Regions from separate parts of the Mus musculus genome. Here regions 1, 2 and 4 are each linked to region 3. Evidence: chromatin contacts called from public Hi-C and promoter capture Hi-C data. All regions are on one chromosome and are shown on one strand. The core of a region is the stretch at or near the end of the contact, and the rest is flanking DNA. Distances in the headings are between cores, read along the strand shown. Region 1 overlaps Grin2a (glutamate receptor, ionotropic, NMDA2A (epsilon 1)). Region 2 holds the start of Atf7ip2 (activating transcription factor 7 interacting protein 2). Region 3 holds the start of Grin2a (glutamate receptor, ionotropic, NMDA2A (epsilon 1)). Region 4 overlaps Grin2a (glutamate receptor, ionotropic, NMDA2A (epsilon 1)).

Region 1 (6,384 bases), core at 1,107-3,606, 140 kb before region 3:
CTCAATGGAAATATCATATTCATTGACAATTGGCCTTTGTTCTGTTTGCTGCAAACAAGCCCTCACTGAGCACATGTCATTTATTGCTCACAGCAACTTTAGAAACAGCCACTAAGACCATGCACTTCAAAGACTGTGGAGGGAGTGAGACTTGAAGTATTTCATAAATGCTTGAAGGTCCCAGCAGTTACTGCCACTGCAGTGTTGTAGGTACACTCAACTAACAGATGAGTAAGAACTAAGCTCTGTTAGAAAGCCAAAGCTCAACATGCATTTTGTTTGTTTATTTGTTGGCTTGGTTGGTTGCTTGGTTTAACTTAGGTTGGGTTGGGTTTGCATCCATTCTATGGCTCAGGCAGATCTTCAACTTGTGACCCCTCCCTCAGCCTACGAAGAAGCAGGGATGACAACCCTGTGCCACTAAACCCAGTACAGAATTTTTTCCCAAGTAGATGATTTTTAATCTAAATGTTGCCTAAATTTTTAAAGCTCCATTTATTTTTTCTTAAATTTTAAATTTGTTCTTCTCTCATACAATACACCCTGACTAAAGCCTCCCTTCCCTCCTCTCTTCCCCGTTCCCCTTTTCACACACGCCCTGCCCTAGATCTACTGCTCTACTGTTTCCCTTCAGAAAAGAGCAGGCCTCCCATGGATGTCTATCAAACATGGCATAACAAGATGCAATAAGACTAGGCATGAACTCTCATATCAAAGTTGGACACAGTAACCCAGTAGAAGGAAAAACAAAAAAAGAGAAGACAAACTACCTTCTATTCCCTAGTCCCACTATCAGGAGTTCCACAAGAACACCAAGCTATATAACCATAACACATATGCAAATGACCTTGTGTAAACCATGCAGATTCCAAGATTTGTGCTTCAGTCTCTGTGAGCCCCTATAAGTCCTGCTTAGTTACTTCTGTGGGACAAATTCTCCTTGTGTCCTTCACCCCACTGGCTCCTACAATTCTTCATCCTCCTCTTCCATTGGGTTCCAACCCCCTACCACATCAAGAGCCGTGCCTTTCAGAAAACCAGATAGGCGAGTTCAGCATTTTTAGCAAAGGACATGGCTTTGCAAAACAAGCAATGTGCATAGTATCTCAACTCTGTCACTGAGCATGAAAACGAGATCATCTTTATGTGTTCTATAAGTGAATGGGTATGACTATTGCAGTGGTTTGAATAGGATTGGCCCAAAGAGTGGCACTATTAGGAGGTGTGGCCTTGTTAGAGTAGGTGTGGCCTTGTTGGAGGAAGTGTGTCACTGTGGGATGGGCTTTGAAAGCCTCCCATGAGCCAGTCTTCTCCTAGCAGACTTCAGATGAAGATGTAGAACTCTCAGCTCCTCCTGCACCATGCCTGCCTGGACACTGCTATGTTCCTACCTCGGTGAAAATGGACTGAACCTCTGAACCTGTAAGCCCCAATTAAATGTTGTCTTTTATAAGAGTTGCCTTGGTCATGGTGTCTGTTCACAGCAGTAAAACACTAAGACAACTATGTTCCAATAAATCTTTATTTATAAAAGCAAACAATGGGCCAGTTTCACCAGAGGATCATCTTGGGCCATTCCTGTGTCACTGTTGCTTGTGTTATTTGAGTGGGAAAAGAAACATGGATGCTACCTCTCCCTGATGGTCCCCAAAATGTGCTAGTAGGGATCTCAACTATTGCAACCCAACTTTCTCCTCTCCAAAGCTGGAGCAGGCCATAAGCCCCACTCATAGGCTGCAAAGTCTGTGGAAAACCAGAAGAAGAATCTTCCTAAGAACAGTGCCTCCCCAGCCCAGTCACATGTTTCCCCCATGGCTGCACTCATGTAAATGCAAATGAAAAACAGCACCTTCGAAAGAGAACAGAAATGGTGAATAAAACATTGCACGGAGGCTCCTGACACCGCACTTAGGAGTTAATGCCCCAACAGTTATTTTGGGGGATCCGGCATATGTTTCTCCTCATCTGCAATTAAAGCGTCCCCTGCCTTATTCATGCAGGAGCTGCAGAATGCAGCCAATTAAAGCAGGGACTCAATGGAAGCCACAGCATCCTGGAGGCTTGTAGCAGGCATGGGACAGGAGCCTGGACTAAGGGCAGGTCGCACTGCCACGGACAGGAAGCGATTGTTTTTTTCAGAGACTCTCCAAGTCATCTTCGTGTTCTTGGGAAGATCTGTTTTTAAAATCATTAAATGTTATACAATGACATTTCTTTCATCACTCAATGTTGCTGTCAGTTCTGGCAGAAAATGTAATAGACACATGCTCAGTTCCCCTCCTCCTCTGTGCCAGACGCGATGCAACTGCTTTGGCAGCATCCATACAACCTAGGTACCACCTCCTCCTGATTCAGCCATGTGCTCAGGCCTTTGCCACTGCTGTGCTGAGGGGGAGTCCTCACCACATAGAGAAGGAGGTGTATCGCTATGCCCATAATTTGGTACCTAGAAATCCACATATCCCAGGAAGGTCTACACAAGGACCAAGCATTTGCCTGACAAGAAAGTTTTTCTTGTTGGTATATTCTGTTTGTATTAGGTCTTGTTATTTTGTGCTTTTATACTGAAGAATTAGAAAAAGGAGTCTCTTGAGCTGAGAATCTAGCCCAGCAGCAGAGTGCCTGACTAGCTTGAGGCATGAAGTGCAATTCCCAGCACTGAAAGTAAGTAAGTAAATAAATAAATAACAATGAAATAGGTGCGACTCCCCTTCCTTTCTTTTCTTTCTTTACTTTTGTTCCTGTATTTGTTTGAGACAGAGTCTCACATAGTCCAAGATACCTTCAAATCATTTAAATACTTCATCCTCCTGCCTCTACCTCCTGTGTGCTGGGATGACAAGTATGTACCACCATGCTATTTTATGCAGTGCTGAGATTACAGGTATGTACCACCATGCTATTGTGTGCAGTGCTTGGATTACAGGTATGTACCACCATGCTATTGTGTGCAGTGCTTGGTTTACAGGTATGCACCACCATGCTATTGTATGCAGTGCTGGGAGTCACTGCCCAGTGATTCAGGAATGCTAAGGAAGAATGCTGTCCACCCTCAGCTCCTTTCTCTTCACTTTTGTCCACCCTATACTCTGCTTCCTTGCTCAGTCTTTCCTTTCTAGCTGTGAGGCATTAACACATGCACACACCCACACACAGATGCACACACCAATACACACATGCACACACACATATACACATGCACAAGCCCACACTCATACACACATCCATGCACATATGTACACATACAACATGCACATACCCACACAAATGTACACACTTACACACACACATGCACACATACACATGAACACTCACACACACACATGCACATACCCATACACACATTCACACACACATGTACACATACAATATGCACACACCCTCATAAATGCACACACCTATACACACATGCACACATTTACATGCACATGCACACACCCACACACACATGCACACAACGGACACACTTGCACTCACTGCATGCTCAAACATAAAATAATAATTGATAATAAAATAATAATAATGGGAAGCCAGGAAGGGACCAGAATTTGAGAGAGTGTTGTGGGAAGGCCAAGGGTTAGAACAAAGGAACATGGGGGCTGGCTCAGTGGCTCAGTGGCAAGAATGCTTGCTGCACATCCAGAAGACCCAAGTTCAGTTTCCAGCACCCAGGACAGCTCTCAACCACCTACAACTCCAGCTCCAGGGACTCCAGCCACCCTTTCTGCCTATACACACATGCAACACATACAAACACGCCTAAAAAATAAAATAAATCTTAAAAAATAAAGAAAGGAGAAACATGAATTTCCCCCACCCTATACATGTCCTTTCCCACTACTCCATGGTCTTTTGAGCTCTCTGTCGACTTTTGAATAGAGAAGGAACCTTCAATGCTCCTTCCCACCTGCCTGCTACTCCTCTCTCCATCCCTAGACACACTGACTTCCTGGCTGTTTCCAAAAACCTGCCTCTGCACCCAGCTGTGCAGTACCTGACATGCCTCAGAACCCCCTTGCAGCTATCCACATAGCTGTCTGCTCCCTTCAACACTGCAGCCCTAGAGCCTTCCCTACACTCATCCATCAGCTCACTTCTCTTGATGATGTCAGCCTTGCTTCCCTCCAGGCACTATCACCTGGCAGGCATGTAGCCCCTCACTTGCTGGTATCTCTGTTGTCTGTGTCCCTCCAAGATAGTATCCGGAGCCTTGCCATCAGCCACTGTGTTCCCTGTGCCCAGCCTGTTCCCTGTGTAGACAGGTAATGATCACTTGTCTCTGCAAAATGATACTCAGCTCCCACCCAGCATCTATAATCTCTTGCTTGCTCTCTTTCTCTCCGGCTGACCTCCCATTTGGACTCCGGTGAGTGCTTCTGAGCATGTAATCAGATACTCAGCTGACCAATCCTGGATTAAAAGTCTTCACAGTTTCTGGATGCTCTTTGGTATATGGCTCAGTCAGTAAGCACTTGCAAGCATGAGGGCCTGAGTTCTACCACCAGCACCCACAAAAATATTCCGAGTGCAGTACACATGCTTGTAACCTCAGTGCTAGGGAGACAGGCCAATTGGCAGCTAGACTAACTGATGAGCTCCAGGTCAAATGTCTGTGCACGAGAGCACACACACACACACACACACACGCACAACACACACACACACACACACACACACACACACAAACACACACACATACGGGACTACAAGATTGTATGGTAGAAGTTTTAAGGACATGGAAAGGAAAAAATGAGAAGATCATCAGACTAGGAATAAAGTCTCTCATGCTTTCTCTAATGTGGAATCAAGAACTATATATGTATATTATGAAATAAAAGTAAAGAAGGCATATTTAAGTGGAAGGGGGAGCAAGGAGATGGGATGAAGGAGGGTAGTTGGGTGAATCTAAGCAAAGCACAATGCTATGCACATATAAAATGTAGTGAACCCCATTATTTTGCTTACTAATTACAAAAAAATTAATAATGGAACAAGAAAACCTGGCTGTGGAGATTGCTCAGATGGTACCATGCTTGTCTTGCACATACTAGAACCCAAGTTCAAATCCCCAACTCTACCTACATAAAGCCAGGTGCAGTGGCAGGTGCCTGTAACCTCAGCTGTAGGAAGGAGAGGACAAGAGGATCCCTGGGGCGCACTGGCCAGCCAATCTTGCTGAATTAGCAAGCTCATGGTTCCATCAGAGACCCTGTCCCAAAACAATAAGATGCAGAAGGATAGAGGAAGACACCAGTCATGCACCTCCAGCCTCTACATGCATACACACTCATACCTACACATACAAACACATACATGTGCACATGTCACACCCAAAAACACAAGAAAAAAATACTCAAATAAAGAATCCAAGGAAGCCGGGTGTGGTGGCACATGCCTTTAATCCCAGCATTCAGGAGGCAGAGGCAGGCAGATTTCTGAGTTTGAGGCCAGCCTGATCTACAAAGTGAGTTCCAGGACAACCAGGGCTATACAGAGAAACCCTGTCTCAAAAAAGCAAAACAAAACAAAACAAAAAACAAAAAACAAAAACAAAAACAAAAACAAAAAACAAAAAACAAACAAACAAAGAAAAGAACCCAAGGACCCTGATCTCCAAATAAGGGGCTGTGGCTTTACTGGGTTAATGACAACTGTACTCTAAAGATGCAGGGGCCCTCATGACAAATGATGACAGTAGATTGTGACTATTGACACACTATACAAACAATGACAGTCTGAACGTTCTACTCCATACATTCATACAACTGTCATCTCATCACAGGACTCTGACACACTTCAGCAAAACTTGGATCCAAATCTTACCTTTACTGAGTTTTTTTAAAGACTTTTCTACTATGAAAAGTCAGAATGTAGTTGGATCTTCTAACAAAACCACCAGCCCGAGAACTTCCTGGGTACCCTGCAAAGTTTAATCTAAATTAACATGTTCCTTCCTCATAATTAGCCTCATCATCCCCATTTCACAGATGAGGAGACTGAGGTATGACAGACTGAGAAAGAGGATGTTCCATCATAGAAGAGGGACTGGAAAGATTATAAGAGCTGGAGGTGGGGAAGATTGCCAGCAAATGGTGTCATCTGGACATTATACTGCCATTGCACTCATGAATTCATGGCAACTGTCATGGATGGTAGCACAAGACCTGCACAAGGTCAAGCCAGTCAACTCTCTGGCATGGTGAGGGAAGGGCTTCATGAGATCCACACCTACTTGAGGAATATCGGTGATTGGTGATCACTGAAGGCAAGTGTCATTTTCCTTGCATGGTGTGGCCTGTGGTAGGCTGCCCTTCTGTCAAAGACGGCCCTACCCCTATGCCCAGAAAGACAGCACTAGCTGGCCTCAGGGGGTTATCTGGGAAG
Region 2 (7,065 bases), core at 3,805-6,304, 200 kb after region 3:
GTGTAGTACTCCATTGTGTAAATGTACCACATTTTCTGTATCCATTCCTCTATTGAAGGATATCTGGGTTCTTTCCAGATTCTGGCTATTATAAATAAGTCTTCTATAAACATAGTGGAACATGTGTCACCAGGACAACTCTTACAAAAGGAAGCTTTTTTGTTTTGTTTCTTGAGACAGGGTTTCTCTGTGTAATACCCCTGGCTGCCCTGGGCCCACTTTGGAGACCAGGCTGGCCTTGATCTCTCAAAGATCTGCCTGCCTCTGCCTCCCAAGTTCTGAGACTAAAGGTCTTCATCACCACACCCAGCATGGAACCATTTAATTGGGTCCTTGTTGATAGTTTTAGAGAGTTAGTCTATGAGCACGATGGCAGGAAGAAGACAAGCATATTGCTAGAGCAGTAGCTGAGAGCTTTACATCCTGATCCATAGGCAGACAGAGACTTTGAGTCTGGCATGGGCTTTTGAAACCCCAAAGTGTACCTCCAGTGACACACTTCCTTCAACAAGATCTCACCTCCTAATCTTTTTAATGCTATCAAAGAGTTCCACTCCCTGGTGACTAAGCATTCAATTAAATGAACCCACTAGGCCATTCTTATTTAAACCACCGTACTTTATTCATGTTATATCATTTAACGTGTAATTCATTATAGACTGTAAGCCAGTAACATATGTTAGAAATTGTTCTTAGGTCCTCTGGAAAAGCAATAGAACTTTTACTAGGAATCAGTTATATAGGGAATATTGGAAACAGCTTCTTTTGAGTCTTCTTTGAAGGTCTGTTCAGCTAGTCTCTGAGGAACCCTCAACTTTTAGTGTTTATTTTGGCAGGGAGGGACCTTGTAAATCTAGTCAGTTTCAGGGACTTCCTGAAACTATTTTGATTTGCTCAACTTCTCTTTGATAAGCTTCTGAACAGAATGGAATGTTTCAGGCTTGGAAGAAACTGTTACATAACCACAGGGCAGCAGGCCTTAAGGGCATATACTTTGACAAGAGGACATTATTAAGCACCAGGCTTCACCAAATCTGACTCAGCCTAGGAGCCTGTCTCCTGCAGCTTTCTGACTTGCAGCCTTATGACTTTTTCATATATTGGTTGATTGTTTCTCCCAGTCAATCTCTTACCTGTTTCACAGAACAAACTGAGCTAACATAGCCACATCCCCATTATACCCTGAAGACTGACTTAGGGAAGTCTTGGGATCTCTTTGTCCCTCTTTCCACTGTGGTCATATTAAATACTTCTTTTTCTGCTTTTCTATATGTATTTGGCTCCCTTAGTTGTCTTATTGAGGATGAATAGCAAATTCGGTGTGTAGCACACACACACACACACACACACACACACACACACACACACACACACACACACAATGATCCTTAAGTCCTAGAGAACAAGACCATGTTTTTAAAAAAAAATTTTTATAAATGTGTGAATGTCCCTCCATGATTTATTTTTATCAAATGCATGCAAGTTTCCTTAGAAGCCAGAGGGTTTTGGATCCCCTGGAATTGGAATTATAGGCAGTTGTGAACTGCCTGATGTGGAGTGCTGGGAACTGAATTCTCTGCATTAGGACAAGTGTTCTAAACAGCTGGACCATCTCTTCTGCCCACAGGACCACTCAACATAGAAAACTTTAAGCGGCTAGTACCCAACAATTTGGTAATAAGGATTGTCTTAGGGTTTTACTGCAGTGAACAGACACAATGACCAATGCAAGTCTTATAAAGGACAACATTTAATTAGGGCTGGTTTACAAGCTCAGAGGTTCAGCCCATTATCATCAAGACAGGAGTATGGCAGCATCCAGGCAGGCCTGGTACAGGCAGAGCTGAGAGTTCTACATCTTCATCTGAAGGCTTTCAGGCAGCTAGAAGGAGGGTCTTAAAGCCCACACCCACAGTGACACACCTACTACAACAGGGCCACACCTTCTAATAGTGCCACTCTCTGGGCCAAGTATATACAACCCATCACATTCCAATCCCTGGCCCCCATAGACTTGTCTAAATATATGAGTCTATGGGGGCCATATCTAAACATAGCATAATGCAAAATACATTTAGTCCAACTTCAAAGGTCCCCATAGTCTATAGCAGTCTCAACAATGTTAAAAGTCCAAAATTCAATGTCTCTTCTGAGATGCATCTGATCACTTAACTGTAATCCCCAAAGCAAAACAGGAAACAAGCTAGGCAAACTTCAAACTCTGCATCTCCATGTCTGATGTCAAGGAGGTCTTCAGATCTCCGACTCCTTTTTCATTTTTGTTGACTGCAACAAACATCTTTCTCCTGGGCTGGTTCCACTCCCTGTTAGCAGATTTCCTCAGCAGATAGTCCATGGATCTGACATCTCTAACATCTTGGGGTGTCCAATGTTACAGCTTCTTGTTTCAATGTCTGGAATCCACACATGATCTTCTGGGCTTATCCAAAGGGCTGGGGTCATATCTCCAGCTCTGCCCTCATGGTACTGGCATCTCTAATACACTTGGGTCTTCTACTGCAACTTGGCTTCACCAATACCTCTCATAGTCTTTCTTCATAGTGCCAAGCCTCAAATCCTTTGCATGGCTTCTTCAGTTCTGGACCATCAACTGCAACTGAGACTGCACTTTCACCAACAGCCTTCCCTGGCCTCTCACAAAGACTCATATGCTCTTCATGACCCCTTCATGCCTTCAAAACCAGTACCACTTGGGTGACTTACTCATTACCAAGTACAGCTGCAGCATCTTGGCCATCTCTGGAACACAGCTTCTTTTTGTTCTCAGAAGACATTTCCCAGAAGATTTCACCTCAGTGATACTAGTCTCTTCTTAATTGCCATTAATTTCTTAGTTCCAGCTAACCAGCATCAGTTGCTCCAGTAGTCCCTTCTATTCTGGACTCTGAAATCCAGAACCAAGTGGCCAAAGCTGCCAAGTTCTGCTGCTTGCTGGGGTCATGCCCCCCCCCCCCAAATCCCTTCTTCTATTACATTATCACCAGCTTTCTGTTTTCCAACTCCTTCACTGCCTAAGTTTGGCTGTCCTGGAACTTACTCTGTAGACTGACTTTGAACTCAGAGATCTGCATGCCTATCTCCTAAACACTGAGATTAAAGGTATGGTCCACCAAACCTAGACTTAAGCTTTTCTTTACCTAGAACTTGCTGTGTTCTAGGCTAACCTTGAACTCAGAGATATGCTTGATTTGTTTCCTGGGATTAAAGGCTTGTACTACCGTGCCTGGACCTAAATTTAGCTGGGTGGGACTTGTTCCAAGACCACTACTCCTTAATTCAATTTAATATCCTTGAACAAAGGATTCAGCTCCATTTACTTCCTGGTGCCCCTTTAATACCATATATTTTATATTTTGCCTTTCTAAGCTTGCTACACTTGTTCAAAATATTCTTCATGAGACCTAACCAGAAAACAAAGTCTCTGCTGGGCTTTCTTGAAATTTCCTTTATCAGTATAATAAATCATTTTACCCTAACCTCAGCTAGACTCTTCATACAAGGGTAAAAAGCAGCCACATTCTTCACCAAAATACCACAAAAACAGTCTTTAGGCCACATATTGAAATTCTCCACTGAACCCTCTTGGGCCAGGTCTTCACAGTTCAAATCAATCTCAGCAACAAAGTCTTCCATATTCCTACTAGGATAGGCCATTAAGCCCAGCTTAAAGCATTCCACTGCTTTCCAAATCTAAAGTACCCAAATCCACATTCTTCCAAACAAAAGCATGGTCCAGCCTATCACAACAATACCTCAGTCCCTGGCACCACCTTCTGTTTTAGGGTTTTAGTGCTGTGAACAGACACCATGACCAAGTCAAGTCTTATAAAGGACAACATTTAATTGGGGCTAGTGTACAGGTTCAGAGGTTCAGTCCATTATCATCAAGGCAGGAACATGTCAGCATCCAAGCAGGCATGAGCTAAGAGTTCTACATCTTCCTCTGAAGGCTGCTAGCAGAATATTGGCTTCTAGACAGCTAGAAGGAGGGTCTTAAAGACCATACCCACTCCAACAGGGCCACACCTTTTCATAGTGGCCCTCCCCTGGCTGAGCATATACAAGTCATCACAAGGCTACATTTTACTATAATGTTATTTTTATTCATTTATTTTTATGTTTTGTTTTGTTTTGTTTTTGTTTTTGTTTTTGTTTTTGTTTTTGAGACAGTGTTTCTCTGTGTAGCCCTGGCTGTCCTGGAACTCACTCTGTAGACCAGGCTGGCCTCGAACTTAGAAATCTGCCTGCCTCTGCCTCCCAAGTGCTGGGATTAAAGGTGTGCACCACCACTACCCGGCTTCATTTATTTTTAGATTGGTGGGCCTAATGTTCACCTAGGCTGGCCTTAAACCCACCCAGATCAGCCATTCCCTGCATCCTGCTTGCTGAGATTGAAGTGGACCATAGCATGCAAATAACGGACTTTCCCATATTGCCCTGTGTGTAAAAGAAGACTGTGACAACCGGCAAGTTGATTCCTCTAGCACCTCAGCAATTCAGCTTTGCCAGTCAAGAACATTTTGCAAACAGCTCCCATTTGGCCGTGAGACTCTCTGTCTCCAGAGCACATCTGGTTATAGTGATGAGAAACACTGTTCTTCATGGTTCCTCAGTCCCTTCTCTGAACTGAGCTATGGAAATAAAGGCTCCACAGAAGTCAGTGAAGGCTCCCTGAAGCGGCAGAGTTTGGAGTCCACTGTGGTATCTGGAATTCACTGGCCAATCGCCATCCCGGTTCCAGGTCAACCGAATTGTCACAGTTGGAATCTACAATCCTTTTCCTCGGGGGCTTGTTTCTGTGGAGAAGGTTTCATTAGTAGTAACTTCCCAAACACCATCAAAATCTTCGTGCCACGCCTCCCTCGCGCTGGCTGAGCTGAGCGCCTGGCCTGAAACTCAGGGCCAGGCGACTGAGGCCGGCCTTCAGTCAGTTTACTTTTCCCTGAGCCGCGCCGCTCCCCGCCCACTGCCACTGTGATTGGCTGGGCTCTCTGACCTTCGCTCTGTCATTGGCTGGCACGAGGCCCGGGGGCAGAGGGAGGGAGATTTAGTCTAGCTCCAGCCCAACCGCGGGTCATTTTGTCTGGGGTCTCGGCTCTGGCTGAGGCCGGCGGAAGACGGCTGAGGACGGCTGAGGAGCGACGCCGCTCCAGGTACGTTGCGGCCGGCCGACGGGCGGGCGACGGCTCCGAGACGGAGGCCGTTGGCGGAGCCTACGGCCGGCTTCATGGCGGCGCTCGGCCCTCGGAGGCCGGATAAAGTGTGCACCCAGGTTCCTGGCCGGACTTGGGAGTTACCTGGCCCCGTGGAGCCGGAGTAGCGGGGGAGGTGGGGAGCCGGAAGCGTCAGGGGGGCGCCGCCTGAGGCAGAACGACCCGGTGGGGTGGGGAACTGGCATTTGCTGTTTGCGGCGCGCTCTTCCAGGTACCGCAGGTGAACCGATGAGGTGCAGCCCATTCCCAGTGTCTGTACATCAGGTACAGTGATGGATGGGGTCGTTTTACTCTGGGAAAAAGAAAAATGCAGCTTGCCATTTGGGATTGTGTTAGGCAGACAGACAGCAGAGGGAGAGAAGCAAGTTTGGACGGATTTGCTAATAAAGACCAGCATCGGGAGCTCGCTGGGCGGTGGTATGGAGTACCTGAGGAAAGACACCCCACCCCGTCAAGCCCGAATAAGTCAAATTTTGTGGAACTTACATTCACCACCCGCAGGGCTGCCCCTGGCAGAAAAGCAGCAGGACCCGCAATTTGCTTTAACATTTGAAGGCAAAGAGGAACTCATAAAGGCAGCTGACCGGGAGCAAGCAAGCCTTGTTTACAGAAGCAGACAGACAGCAGTCATTGACACATAGTATAGAAATTTATGGCTGCTCTCTTAGCTCTTACTCTGGCCCCCTTACCCCCCTCTCTCCATCTTCCTTTCCGCCACTCTCCATGTGGCCATGGCCAGCCTCTACTTCCCTAAACTCTCCCTCTCTGCCTGCCTTTCTACAATAAATGTCTAAAAACAACAACAACAACAACAAAAATTTATGGCTGGTCTACATGACCACTAAAGTTTTTCTTAATGCGTTCACTAGGGGTTGTAATTGTAGTTCAGTAGCCCAGTACAATAGGTCATAGTGAATTGATGCTGAACTCCTTTCAGGTAGAGGTTGATTTTTTATGGTGCCTAAAAACAGAAAAAAAAATAGCAATAGCAATTTCTTATTCTCATCTTTTTCCAAATTTGTCAAACAAACTAAATGATATGTCTCAACAAAGGAAACAACAATGGTCTCTCTGCTTAAAAAAAAACCTGACTTCCATCAGGCACGATTTAAATCCCAGCACTTCGAAAGCAGAGGCAATCAATCAAACGTGAAATGCCATGAGATGAAAGATTAATTGCATGCAGTGAATTTTAAGTCTTGTGACGGTTGCCTTTTATCTTTGTTTATCCCTCAATATTTTTAGAAAAGATGAATCTAACGTTAAGTTAGTCTCCCTAACTTAGTATGGATCTAGATAGCTATATTCTAAGATTAGCTCTTACCTCAGCAGAAATATGTAAGCAGTACATTTTAAAAATATATCTAACAACTAATGCAATTTAGGTAACTCTTGGATATTTTGGCTTACTTTATTGACCTTGTACTTGATGTTAGTCTTCAATTTCATTATATTTCCTTGCTACTTAATGTTTTGAATTTTGGTAAAGTTAATAGTTCCTTCATCACTGCATGCATTATTCTGTAGTTCTCTGATATATACACAATAATAAAAGTATTGTGTTTTTGTGGACATGTATATGTCCCTGTTCATGTGTGGAGGTCAAAGTACAACTTTTGGGATTTGTTGCTTCAGAATCTAGGAATCAGGCTTGCATAGCAAGGTCTTTTACCTTCAGAGCTATCTTACTTTCTGAGAATTAAACCAGGACTTATCCTATAACACACATAGCAGTAGAATTGGATAGTTTTTTTTTTTTTCTCATCTTTAGAAGTATAGGTAAATCATTCTGTACTTATGCAGTATCTAAAGAGAAAACCATGAGTTAAAA
Region 3 (6,255 bases), core at 641-3,140:
TTGGGCTCTCCCTCTCCAGTTTTCTCTCCCTCGCTCTTTTCCCCCCATCTCCCTACTGAACCCTCTCCTCTCTCTTCACCGGTTGAGCCTATATCCTCCCAGGCCCGGGAAGTCCGTATCACCAACTAGGACGTACCTGTAGCCGGAGAAGGTGGAGGATGCAATGGGGCGTGCTGCGCGCACGAGCATCTCGGCCGCCTCAGCAGCCACCAGGTTTAGCGGGTTCCCGCATGCTGCGGCCCCTGCGTGCTCCCCTGGCTGTCCCGCGCTGTCCGCATCACCCCCACGGGGGGCGGCTATCCCAGCCGGAGGCTCTGCAGCAGGGCTCTAACCGGGGCGGAGGAGAGATGGAGAGGCAGGGTCAGCCCACCAGTGCTAAGGGAAGGTGGGGGGAGGGATGCAGTCTGCAGTGCTCACAGCCCCCTTATGCACCCTGGGGGCTCGACCAGAGAGGGAGCTGGAGCTTGGTGCCTATGACACCCTCGGTGCGGGTCTTCACTTCCTGTGGCTGATAACCAGAGCTCCTTTCAGGGACGCACCGGAGAGTGGAAGCCCCAGGTTGGCCACCCACGAGAAGCTTAGTGGGAACCTCCACCCTCACCCCCTACCACCACCTCGGCGCCCGGCTACTGGGAGTTGTGCGACCAGGAGCTGCTGAGCCTGGGGTGGGGGGTGGGGGGCAGGAAAGGAGGGGGCGCTGGCTGAGTTTGCTATGAGCCGGGAGGAGAAGAGGGGGAGGGAAGGACGCGGGCTCCCGCGGTCCCGGATCCCCGAGGGAGGTGTGATCACTCCCACGTAGCGACCCTCTTGTGCGTCCTGCCGCCCCCTCCTATCCATACCTTCCCCCCACCAGCTTCTCACAGGGCCCTCCCAGGCTCGGCGTCCCGCGCCAGCACTCACCGCAGCCTCTCTCCACATAGTTCTCAGCAGTGGCCACCCCTGGTCATCTCCAGGGCTGATTGCTGCCGCCGCGACTCTCAGAGCTCATCCGGCCCCATGCTCAGGCACAGCACCCCAGGAGCCTCTCTCCTAGAGCCCTGGCTCAGCTTTATGCTCCACTCCGGACAGCGGCTGCCAGGTCCTCTGAGCGCGCCTGGACACCCTCTCCGCAGTCCTGCTCCTGCTTGGCGTGCGTGAGTGTGTGAGTGTGTGTGTGTGAGTGAGTGTGGGAGCGCGCGCGCGCGTGTGGCCGGGGATCCCCGCGGTCCCTGGCGGAGAAGGGCGCAGGCAGAGGACCGCAGCTCCCTCCTGGCCCTTTCGCTGAAGGGCCAGCTCCGAGCTGGGCGTTCGGTTCCTCACTTGGTCAGCGGGAGCCCAGGAAAGAGCCTGGCCACCGCGGTTCACAACACTGGAGAAGCCAGGATCCTAGGGCACGCTTCTGCTGCGGTCGCCTAGGAGGATAGAGGAAAGCAGAGGCGCCCACCACAGCAACTTAGGACTTGTTCTCAGCCAGCGAGACGCAACGCAGCAACCCCCGCGCAATCCGACGTTGTTTGGAGCTCTGGTCCGCCTGCAGCCGCCCACCCCGGAGGCGGGCCAAGGCAGACCCCGCAGTCCCTAGGCGGCGACGCGGAGCGCGGCCACCCTCTTCTGGAGCGCACGGCGGCAGCGGAACAAGGCCGACCTAGGTGTCTGGCTGGTGACGGGGGGAGCTTGCGGTGGCGCGCAACCTTGGTGCTGAAACCACGCTCTCCGCCCGCTCCCGGGCGTCTGGTGCTGCTGAAGAATCAATTATTCAGATCTCTGCTACGGATTCCTCCTCCTCCAGTGCCTGGCGCTGGGTGCAGCAATCTCTGTTCCACGCAAGGCACGCCGACACGCACACACCCGCCCAGGATGCTTCTCTCAATGCCTCACCACCCTGATATGGGAACCCACTCTGATGTCAGAGAGCCGGGAGCTTAAAATCAGAAACATATATACTCTCTCCAAGCACAGACACGCGTGCGCGCGCGCATACACACACATACACACACAGACGCGCACCCACAGACACACATACACACTTGCTGCTTCCTTCTCTAAGTTGTTCGAGACAAAACGTAACCCTGTGGTTGCCTCTTCTAAGTCACCAGAACGGATAAGCCAAGAGCCTGGGGCTAACTGGCTGTGAAAACTGACTGGCTCCAATTCTAGCAGCTGGGCATGAGGCTCCTTGTTAGATGTCTACATTTGACCTTTGTACGGTCAGTCACTTGAATCCCAACACCTGTCTCTGCCTTTCTTCCCTTCCCTTGATGCCTCATGTCACCTGGATGTTTATGCTCCAAATGCATATGTTAAAATCCTAAGTATTAAGAGTACTGGCCTCCACAGTGATTAAGTCATAAGAATAGAATTGCATCCGGATCTTTATTTAAAAAAAAAAAAAAAAATCTCAGAGAGCTAGCCAGCTAGCCGGCTAGCCAGCTCCTAGCCCAGCCAGAAGCTGCCCCTAACAAACACAGAGCCTACTTCACCTTGTTCAGAGAACCAACTGTAAGAAACTTCTTGGACTCCTATACTGAGTAGTAGCTTTTGTTATTGCAGGTCTGCCAAACTCAGGAGTCACCCTCCTCCTTTAATGACTGATAATCTGAAAAAGCAGGCGAGCAACAGCAGTAAAAATAAATAAATAAATAAATAAATAAATAAATAAATAAATGCCATTTCTCAGGGTTATTTTGCAATAAAAAGACAATGGTCAAAGATTTAACAAAACCTGACACGTAGTAGGTACCCAAGAAAAAATGAGAGCCCTCTAAAGTAACTCATCCAGGGGGGATCGATATGGCTACAGAAAGGAGCCCCTGGTCCTGGAGACCCGTGGGTTTATTGTGGAGCTGATGTTGTGTGTGGAATACCCTGGGGTTTTACACAAAAGAAAACAAGGAAGCAGACAGAATCTGGACGGTAAAGGAAAAGGGGATGGGGGTGGGCAATGTGATACAACAGAGGCAGAAACTGGAGCAATGGTCCATTTACTGGGGCTGTGAATGGGCTGGACTGAGCCGGGCTAAGCTGGGCCTCTCTCTTGCATGGATATCATGCAAGACTCTGACCTGAGAACTTGAGAATGTTACACTGCCTTAGCTCAGATAAATGCACACCTGCAGCCCCAGCTACTAAGGAGGCTGTGCAGCCTAGGCAGAGCAAGCCCCATCTTTAAAAGCTATCTAGAGAACAAGCAAAGGCCTGAAACATAAATCATAAAGAATGAACACAGTGGGAAAACCAGGCCTAGTGGTGTGGCCAATGTGGCGACCGGGGTGGGGAAATCAAGTGCAGGGTACCCACGGGCAGCAGAGTGAGTTCAAGGCCAGCATGGGCAATTTATTGAGACCTTGCCTCAGAGTGAAAAGTGAAACCAAGGCTAAAGAGGGGGCTCCAGTGGCAGAAACTGTAATCTTGACTTCAAATGCCACATAGTAGCTGTGTTCCTTCTGTTGGCTGCACACAAATGCAACTCAGTGGTCACTGCATTGTTCACTGGCTTGTTCTCTAATGACAATGGATGGCTCAGAGTCTCACCCTTCTCTCTTCAAGTGCCTGGAGAAAAAACAAAAGCCTTTTTTATTCTCTTCTCTTCTTTTCTTTTCTTTCTTTCTTTTCTTTTTTTTCTTTCTTTTTCTTTCCTTCTTTCTTTCTTTCTTTCTTTTTGTACTTTTAAAAAGATTTATTTATGGGAAGAGAGTGTCACATGCCATGCCATGTGGAGGTCACAGGGCAATTTTCAGAAATCATTTGCTCCTTGCACCTTGCCGAGGCGGGGTCTGTCTTGTACTGTGCTGCTGTGTATCTTAGTCTGGCTGTCAGCTAAGCTTCCAGGGGCTACTTTTGTGTCTGCCTCCCATCTCACAGGAAAAGTGTTAATATTCCAGGTTCATACCACCATATCTGCCTTTTTACATTGGTTCCAAGGACAGAACTTGAGTTGTTAGGCTTGTGCGGTTGTGTGGTTAGTAATTTTTCCCATGGGACCATGTCTTTGGTCCCTGTTTATTTGCAATTACTGGATTGCTAGCTTTCTGTACAAATAAACACATTGGTGCCCAGTCTTCTCTAATAAACAGATGTGAGCTGTAGACTGTGGGGCTTTTAAATTTAGCATGCTGGGCTAGAGAGATGGCTCAGCCTCTTCTAGAAGACAGGGGTTCAGTTCCTGGCACCCATGGAAGGCAGCTCTCAATCACATTTAATGACAACTCCAGAGGGTCTAATGCCCTCTTCTGGCCTTCATGGGCATTGCACTCAGGAACACAAACCCACAACCAATATACACAAAATTTAAAGTAAAAATTTAAAATAAAAAAAACTTTAAAAAATATTCATGCTTACCTTATTCTATCAGAACACCAGATGTGGGGCCACAAACACATATTTTTGTTTTTGTTTTATTTTATTTAGGTTTTTTGGGTTTGAGTTTGGTTTTTGAGATGAAGTCTCTCTGGGCGTTGGTGGCGCACGCCTTTAATCCCAGCACTTGGGAGGCAGAGGCAGACGAATTTCTGGGTTTGAGGCCAACCTGGTCTACAGAGTGAGTTCCAGGACAGCCAGGGCTACACAGAGAAACCCTGCTCAAAAAAAAAAGAAGAAAAAGAAAAAGAAAAAGAAAAAGAAAAAGAAAAAGAAGAAAGGAAGGAAGGAAGGAAGGAAGGAAGGAAGGAAGGAAGGAAGGAAGGAAGAGAAAGAGATGAAGCCTCATGTATCTCAAGCTGGCCTAGAACTCACAGATATAATTGAGGATGCCCTTGAACTTATGGCCCTCCTATTCACACCTCTCAAGTGTTCAGATTACAAGTGCATGTGCCACCACATCTGGTTTATGTAAGGCTAGGGCTTAAACATGGGGTTCTGTGATGCTGGGTAAGCATTCGACCGATTGAGCTCCACTTCAACCATACTTTTATTTAATTTGATTGTTGTGGCCATGCAATCTTTACAGATGTAATGGAACCCAGGACATTATTGTAACACATGTTATTTCATAAGCTGATCAAATTAACTAACTAGAATTCTCCTCTCCCTAGCACTTCTCCATGTTTGGAACCTCCAGGCTCCTGTCTTTGGTGTCTGCATGAAGTGTGTAGCAGGTTACTCTGAACTACAGTAGCCCCTCCACTTTATAGCTCCAGAACATAGTTTTCTACCCAAGCGTGTCTGGGTTCCCATTTACCTGCTTTACCTTCTATCTTTCCCACCTCCTAACTACTCATGACAAATTTTTGCCTCTATGTATGGTAAAGAACATGCAGTCATTGTCTTCTGTGTCTGGCTTATTTGATATAATGTAATGTCCTCCAGTCCCCTCCATTTGGCTACAAATGACCAAATCTTATCCTTCTTTGTGGACAAATACTGCTCTGCTGTTTATCTGTGCCACAGTCTCTTTTCGGCCACTGGTGGACATCTGGGTTGATTCCACATCTTAGCAGTTGTGAACAGAGGTTGAAGAAATTGGAGTTACATCTGGGATGACCCTGATGCTATCCTCACATGTTCCTCTCTCATCATCAGTGCTGAGCCTAGAACTGAGTTTTATTTGTTAAAAACTAAAGGGCTGGTGTCTAACTTGTAAAAGATTGAATTGAATACATGCTGTCCCTTGTAAATAAAGGAAGATGACAATTATCCAAAGAAACAGCCTGTGTCTAAAGCCACAAAAGCTGACATTTCCTGGAGTCAGGCATCTCACTGGTGCAAGAGATGCCTTGGGTCAGGCACTGAAACTCCTCCACACACACTTGACACGGTTATGGGCTCATGAGGACCTGACCCTGTGCTACACTACAAAGCTAGCTCACTCCAAGCTTAAGGAGGCAAGTCAGATTCTGATGGAAGGAAGGCTGCCTTCACAGGAGCCATCCTCACCAAGGCTGGGAACAATGAAGAGGGGAGGGGATGGGAGGGGAGGGGAGGGGAGGGGAGAGGAGAGGAGAGGAGGGGAGGGGAGGGGAGGGGGGAGGGGAGGGGAGGGGAGGGGAGGGGAGGGGAGGGGAGGGGAGGGGAGGAGAGGAGAGGAGAGGAGAGGAGAGGAGAGGAGAGGAGAGGAGAGGAGTCAAAAAGGGCATGATGGACACTTTCATGTCAACTTGACACAAGCTAGAGTTGACAGAGAGGGGGAGATCTCAACTGAGAAAAAGTCTGGCTGTGGGCCAGCCTGTAGGGCATTTTCTTAACTAGTGATTGATGGGGAAGGGCCAAGCCCATTGTGGGCGGTGCCATCCCTGGGTTGGTGGTCCTAGGTTCTATAAGGAAGCCGGCTGAGCAAGCCAT
Region 4 (7,208 bases), core at 2,106-4,605, 180 kb before region 3:
TAACCACAGCTGATGTGAGTTTGTGTGCAGCAACCCTGTCATGTCTGGCTTCTCCCTCTCTCCCTGCCTGTCCTCTGGCTTTTACATTCTTTCCACTTTTGCATATGTTTTATCTGAGCCTCAGCAGGGAGAGATTGAGGTAGAAGTCCCATTTATGGCTGAATATTTGCAGCCACTTGTTCTTCCTTTTAATTAACATACAATCATTGTACAAATTAATGGGTTTCACTATGGCGTCTTCACAGGTGTGCATCCTTTGCTCCTAGCCCACCCACTCCCATTATGCTCACTTTTCTCCTTGCTCCCTTGCTTCTTTCTTTCCTCCTCCACAGAGTACCTCTTCTATTGGCCTGGCCTCTGTGTGTGTGTGTGTGTGTGTGTGTGTGTAGAAAGACGCGCATGTTTTAAATATAGAGTCTACATATGAGAAGAAACACATGGTGTGTCTTTGGTGGGGACTCACTTCCCCTAATGTGCGGGTCTCCAGCTCTATCCATTACTGTGATGATGTCATTTCATCCTTCTTTCCGGCTGAGGAGGATCCACTGAAGAAACACCAGTGTTACATAATTCCACAAGCAGCCTCTCCTTCACTTCAGTAAACCCCAGCTTTGCCTTCTCACCATCTCCCCCAGAATTTATCATCCTGACAACACAGGAAGGGCAAACTTGGGAAACGTTCATCAAAATGGAGACACTGCTTGCCTACTGGGCCTCAGACCAGTGGCTCCATTCTGAACTGGCTTCAGACCTCCTCACACTGGAGCAAACTGGTGCTCAGCAGCATGAGGGTGTTCTAAGCAGTCAGCTTACAATGGGGAGGTGGAGCCTCAAAGCTCCTCCCACTCAGCATCCCCCATTCAGTTGCTTTTCCTCCAAAGGGTCCCATAATGGGGTCAAGTCTTCACCAAAGTTCTCTCTCAAAGAATGGTCCTTCTTCAAGCCTCTGTGCTTTCTTTATGGCTGCATGTGAAGGAGGGAGGATGGAGGTGGGAGGTGTGAATGGTGGCGTATGTATATATGTATGTGCACACACAAATAAGCAGTACACATGCATATGCATTTCTGTGAAAGCCAGAGGCTGCCCTGGGTATTGTCATTTGTCACTCTCCACCTATTTTTGAGGCAGTGTCTCTGATGGAACAGAACCCCACTTTGGGCTAGACTGGCAGGCCAGCAAGTTCCCTGGGGTCCATCTTCTGCATGCCCTCCATGTTGGAGTTATGGGCACTGCGCCCTGCTTCTGTGTGGATGCTGGGAAGTGAAGCTTGAGGTACAGGTCTTTAGACATGGAGCCATGTCTTGAGCCCGCTTTGCTTTTTCTTGACATTGTTAGAGTCTTTTTCACTGCCCTCAACCACTCTCTGCTTTTCTTTCAATGAGCTTCATTTATAAAGACACATTTAACATCCGACTCTACTCTCCACTAACAAATCCATCACTGAGACACACTAAGGCCTTATTAAACCCAATCCCTAATCCCAGGTCATCCTCGTGCAGCAACCAGTCCTGTTCTGTGCATGTTATTCAGCCTCAGGACCTCTGCCTATGCAGGCCAGTCTTAGATATCTTTTATTGGATGGCCATGCATTGCCTTCATTTATTGGATTTGAAATCACTGTACAGTGACTTTTGTGATAACATTGCCTGCGTTTTCTAGTTTAAAAAAAAGTCTAAACCTTGTTTCAGAAATGTAGAGAAATATGTTACGTAAGTGGTGAAAGCAATGCACCATAATTCACTGCTACACCACAGCCATTGCTGCCTGTCCCACCATTTGCTGTTCTCTTCTAATGTGTGTCTGAGTCCTCCAACTTCAGTAGAAGGCCCTGCCTCATCAATCAGATGCTTTCCCATTGTGGCGAAAGTGGGCAATACGTCTACTCAGTCACATTGTTTTCAGCACTGTTTACTGCAGCCAAAATGAGGGGCCAGCTGAGGAACCCATGCACAGAAACGTGAAGGAAGAACAAGTGTGCGCTCTACACACACCCATAAAGACCAAACTAAACCACTGTCAGGAATAGAACTGAAAAGCATTATGTTAAGAAATGAAATGTAGGCCCAATGGAAATAAGCACTGCATGTTTTCTCCTGCACGTGGACCCTTGGTATCACACCCACCCACATGCACACACACACACACACACACACACACACGCACAAGAAAAAAAGAAGCCTGACTGCAGAGTGATGACCAGGGACAGGAAGGGACAAGGAAGAGAGGGCACAGTTAAAACATGTGACATAACAAACATGCCACAGTGTCATTTTGTAAAATAAATATCCACTAATCAAGTTTAAACATGTGTCTGAGCCCAGACACAAAGCTTTAATTGACTTTTCTTTCATGTCTAATTGTGGGTCTCCACACCCTCTGCAAAAGGACAAACCTGAGAACATTATGCTGAATGGAAGAAGCCAGGTACATTTCTATGATATGATTCTGTAACATGATACCATTTGAGTAAAATATCCCAAGTGGGCAAATCCAAAAAGACAAACACAGGTTGTCAGTATTCAGGGATGGGATGAAATGGGACACCATTCTTGGTAGATATGTTTCCACTGCAGAGACAGAATATTCTAGAACTTGATAATATACATGTCAGGTAATATAATAGAACTAGATAATATAAATGTCAGTACAAAATAAATATGCTTTGTGCTGCTGAAATACACTCTTTTAAATGATAAACTTAGTGTCTTATGCTGTGGATTTCTTACCAAAATTATTTTTAAAAAATGAGGGTTGGGGAGATGGTTCAGAGTATTGAGCATTTGCTGTGCAAGCACAGGGTCCTGAGTCCAAATCCCAGCATCTGTACAAGATGTCAGGGGTGACCATGCATGTGCCTGCAACCCCAGTGCTGTGGGAAGGGGATGCAGGGGGATTGCCGTGGCTTACTGGTCACCAGCCTGGTACAGCTTCAGAGACAGACCCTGTTTCAAGAGAGTATGGTGTTGATAGAGCAGCACACACATATCCCTCCTCTGGCCTTCATGCGTGTACAGGTACATCCATGCACACTCGAGTGTGTACCATTCACGTATATACTGCACACACACCAAAAATAAACAAATCCACTAGATCACATTCAATGCTCTGTGTGCCATAGTAGAGATTGGCAAATTGCCCCACAAAATCTTACTTAAAATGCTTCCTACTCATCTTTCTTACCCTATTCCAGCAGAAGCCTCCCACCCTTCCTTGCCCTTTCCCTCTTCCTCAACACTTTATCTCTTTCTCCAGAGAGTGGAAACACTGCTCTCTCTGGATACTTCTGACACGTTCATCAGTCTTGGCTCCTTGTCCCTCCCTGAGGAGATTCTCAGCTGATGTGTCATATCCAATTACATGCATGGCTTTCTCTTTCCGGCTGGTCATGGATGACTTCCCGGGTGGCTAGCTAAAGCATACATGTGTGATGGTGCCAGGATCAGAGGTCAATAAGCATACTTAAAAGCATTTTCTGTTTAAGTAGATCTGAACCAACAGAGCAGACCATGTTAAATTAGAACTTCCCATCCAAAGGGGAGTTTAGGAGTGATTTATATGATTAAGTCCATTGGTGAGTGTCCTGTGCAAGAGCTGAAGGAATCTGAGGGCAAGGCCTTAATGTCAGTTATCATAGAAGGACCAGTACACCTGGAAGATGAAGAGGAGAAAAAAGGAACATGAAGAGAAAAAGATAAGGCTTGAAAACTACAAAATTATGAGAGACATCATGGAGAAAAGGGTTGAAAAGGAGGTTCTATCAAATTGATTGGTGGCATCCCTGTGCTGTATGGGTGGACAAGCACATATGGGTGGACAACAGACATGGAGAGAATAATGAAGTACAAACCCTTAGAGACAACCCAATGACAAGTGACACTTGGAGATAAACCCTGGCCACTTCATTACTGAAACCTTAAGGCAAAAGGCAGAAGTTAACAAGAGTGATGGGTACATGAAGGATCAGGTCACCTTGAGTATGAGCTGCCTCTCATCTTCTGCCTTCAGGCTGGAAGATCCCCAAATACATGCTAACCTGATGATCAAGCTTGGTCTAGTGAAGATCCCCAGACACATGCTAACAGGACCTACAGGATGATCAAGCTTGGACTTGATATTGATGAGTGAGCCTACTGTGAATGATACCAGTGCTGCTGTAACTGAAGAAAGACCAGCCCTGGATGGAGATAATGGCACATCACCCATAGAGGTAGACTAACCTTCAGCAGAAAAACCATGTACATGTTCGATGCTTATCTTCCTCTTTCTGGTAATGTATTTCCCAGGATTTTTGTTTATTTTTTCTAACATTTAAAACATCTTTATGGCATGAGAACTACAGAGAAGCTGATGTTTCTGCTGCAGTACTGTGATACCATAGGCTTGGTTTGTTTCAGGTACTGTGACACCATAGGCTTGGTTTGTTTCAGGTACTGTGACACCATAGGCTTGGTTTGTTTCAGGTACTGTGACACCATAGGCTTGGTTTGATTCAGGTACTGTGATACCATAGGCTTGGTTTGTTTCAGGTACTGTGACACCATAGGCTTGATTCAGGTACTGTGATACCACAGGCTTGATCCAACAGGTTGGTAGAAGATTTGTCATAAGACATAAAGTAGCCTGTCATTAACTTTGTGATCTGAGGTGTTTTCTTTGCCACTGAAGTATGCTGAGATATGTCTTCATGTGTAAGTGGGGAAAACTGTTCAGATGGCTCAAGTTTCATCTTCTAGACTCTACTATTAAAATTTTCATCCCCTATGGTTAATTCTACACATGCTGGTCTTAGAAGTAGGAAGACAAGAAACAACTTGAGAGGCATTCCCCCATGTAGCTTGTTTGCCAAAATAATGTACTGGGAACAAAACCCTAAGTTTCTCTAGCAGAGTGCCCAAGCATAGTCTAATTTACAGGTAAATATAGATAAGGTTTTTTTTTAAAATTATTTTGTTAGAAGTGATGAACCACAGTTTCCATTATGTGGGTGTGCTACATCTCTCAAAACAGCACAAAAAAAAAATGCACAAAGTAGCTTCCTTGGCAACCGTTGGGTCAAAAACAATGTTTTTATGTCAGAGTGTCCAGCTATACTAGGGACAGAAAAGGGTGTCAACTGACTAAGTTCAACCCCTGCTTGACACATGATGTGTCATTGAGCACTCTCCAGACAGCCTGTGATGTCTGCACTGAAGAGGGAAGACTCAAGAGGACTAGAAAGATGGCTCATGGGTAAGAACCCTTGCCATGAAAGCCTAAGAACCTGGGGTCAGAGTCACCACCTACACAGAAAGCTGAGTGTGGATGTGACATCCCCTAAACTCATGATCCCTGAGACAGGAGTCTCACTTGGGCTTTCTGGCCATCAACCTACCCCAGTGTCAGTGAGAAAATCCAGCTCAATGTACTAGAGCAGAGAGTAATAGAACAGGCCAGTGGTGTCCCCCACATACATGTGAACACACACACAAATTTTTATTAGAATAATATTTTGGAGGAACCAAGCAATATATGCACAAAAACCATTCAGCATGGGCCATTATGGATCAGTCAGTATCCATGTATCCATTCACCTTTGTAACAAATTGCCAAAGACATAGTGGTTTAAAACACATTTATCTTACAGTTATGGAGGATGTAGGTTTCAGATGGGGTTCCCTGGTCTATAATCAAGATATCAGCAGAACTGTGTCCTTCTGGAAACTGCAGAAGAGAGTTCACTGCTTTGCCTATTCCAGTTTCTAGAGACTTCTCATATTTCTCATGACTCCCTCTATCACCATGACTCCAAACTTGGTTTTCTGTGGTCATGTTTTCTCTCTACCTCCTCCACCAAGCAAGGGCCTTTCGATTACATGGCACCCAACCCCAGGTAAGCCAAGATAACACATCCATCTGAAGACTCTTAATCGCAACTAGGAAACATATCAGGTTCCAGTTATTTGAATTCGTTTAGACCTTTGAGAGGTATCCCATCTACCCACACCAAAAGAGCCCTCCTGGGGAAAGTGTTCCTTCCTCTGCACCACGTTGACTGCCACAGGGAAAGCAGAATCTTTCCATGGAAAGCAGAAAAGAAAATTAAAGGCTATCGTATCTCAGCTGTCCAGAGTTAATGTAAAAGCCAATATCCCCCCTCTCTTAGAACCTAAGTTACTTAATACTTACAACTCTCCCTTTTCTACCATTTGAGCTACTTATTGGAAGAAGCACGGAGTTATGCCCTAAGCATTGTGTCCTTAAAGGAGTTAGGACCAGAAAATTAAAATCAAAGGAAAGTTACCTTGGATGATGTAGTCTACACAGAAGTCACTGATCTGGGAAGAGAGAGGCAAAGTCTCCTCTAAGTATCCTGACTCTTTAGTTATGGACAGCATCCCATGACTGCCTTTTTTCTGAGTGTCCCTTTCATTTTCTCCCTTCTCTACCCTCCTGTTCTCTAGGAAATAGGGACCTGCTGAGTTCCTTGACTTCTTCTTGGGTTTTTAGTTCTAGTCTTTGATGCAGGGGAAAGTGGGTGGTGTGTATTGGGAGGTGCTTCACATATGGATTGCAGACACTGCTACCTCCGAGCCTGCACCACAGTCTGTGGCTGTGACTCCTCCTTCCTGGGAGGATGGGTTCAGTTATCACATGCAAACAGCACAGCAAAAAGGTGCTGTGAGGAAAATCATACTCTAGGACCTCCTGTCTAGCCTGAGAGACAGTTGACTGAGGGAAGCTTCCATTCTCTCCTTGGCCTGTCTCCTCTCCAGACAAGATTGCTGAGATTGTGATGAGACAATCACAATCCTATGGGTCCCTCCCCATGCTGACCTCTTTATGAGTCTACCTGAAGAAAACTCATCTAAGCTAAGCATCAGAAAGCAGAAATGATGTATGTTTTCTTCCCAGAGAAATCTAGACTGGAGTTACAGTTTCACTATTGACTAACAGGCAGAAAGCATTCCAGCATTCAGATTGGGAGCATGACCACAGTGCCTGGCTCTGGATGTAGGCTCTGTAGACTGGAATCAACTCCTCATGCCTTCACAGCAAGAGAGAGGCTGTTCCTTGGGGCTCACTGACCAGCCAGCTTAACCTCACTGGTGAGTTCCAGGTTTGCTAGAGACCCTGTCTCATAGAACACAGACACACATGTGTACACACAAGAATATTATAAGAAGGTGCAGCTCTTTCCACTTTGCAATCACTGAGGTGCAAAAGTTGA

Evidence for each region. Promoter capture Hi-C pulls out the DNA fragments that hold promoters and counts their contacts. A called contact is a pair of places that touch in the nucleus more often than the background predicts.
Region 1: a contact with region 3 is called in a promoter capture Hi-C map of hippocampal neurons, with 3 times the contacts expected there. The contact joins the enhancer-like site here to the promoter of Grin2a in region 3. A contact is called at or near these places in 4 of 39 promoter capture datasets (cranial neural crest, embryonic stem cells, hippocampal neurons and 1 more), 13 of 484 Hi-C or Micro-C datasets (cortical neurons, embryonic stem cells, myocytes and 1 more), 1 of 115 datasets of contacts at active chromatin or transcription factors (embryonic stem cells) and 2 of 9 other capture datasets (adipose tissue and embryonic stem cells).
Region 2: a promoter capture Hi-C map of hippocampal neurons shows a contact between it and region 3, with 5 times the contacts expected there. The contact joins the promoter of Atf7ip2 here to the promoter of Grin2a in region 3. A contact is called at or near these places in 3 of 39 promoter capture datasets (embryonic stem cells, hippocampal neurons and stem cell-derived epiblast-like cells) and 1 of 9 other capture datasets (liver).
Region 4: a contact with region 3 is called in a Hi-C map of cerebellum, with 3 times the contacts expected there. The contact joins the enhancer-like site here to the promoter of Grin2a in region 3. A contact is called at or near these places in 1 of 39 promoter capture datasets (embryonic stem cells), 4 of 484 Hi-C or Micro-C datasets (cerebellum, cerebral cortex, cortical neurons and 1 more) and 2 of 9 other capture datasets (adipose tissue and embryonic stem cells).

What each region holds. Positions count from the first base shown.
Region 1 is chr16:9,849,470-9,855,853 of GRCm38.p6, forward strand. All of the region lies in intron 3 of Grin2a (glutamate receptor, ionotropic, NMDA2A (epsilon 1)), which reads right to left. Among named protein-coding and RNA genes, the nearest start is that of Grin2a, 140 kb to the right of the region's middle. Within about 2 kb of position 2,357, at least 15 of the 459 cell types and tissues checked have an H3K27ac peak or open chromatin away from gene starts, as enhancers often do. A contact at or near this core is called in cortical neurons, hippocampal neurons and ventral hippocampal neurons, where this site is marked.
Region 2 is chr16:10,187,852-10,194,916 of GRCm38.p6, forward strand. It overlaps Atf7ip2 (activating transcription factor 7 interacting protein 2), which reads left to right and starts at 5,055. Exons shown (of 11, transcript NM_153123.2): 1 at 5,055-5,174.
Region 3 is chr16:9,993,923-10,000,177 of GRCm38.p6, forward strand. Grin2a (glutamate receptor, ionotropic, NMDA2A (epsilon 1)) reads right to left here and starts at 1,891. Exons shown (of 14, transcript NM_008170.4): 1 at 901-1,891; 2 at 137-327. Gm30668 (a long non-coding RNA gene) reads right to left here. Exons shown (of 3, transcript XR_384651.2): 3 at 3,287-3,528.
Region 4 is chr16:9,816,361-9,823,568 of GRCm38.p6, forward strand. All of the region lies in intron 3 of Grin2a (glutamate receptor, ionotropic, NMDA2A (epsilon 1)), which reads right to left. It also overlaps the pseudogene Gm19143. Among named protein-coding and RNA genes, the nearest start is that of Grin2a, 180 kb to the right of the region's middle. Within about 2 kb of position 3,356, at least 2 of the 459 cell types and tissues checked have an H3K27ac peak or open chromatin away from gene starts, as enhancers often do. A contact at or near this core is called in cerebellum, where this site is marked.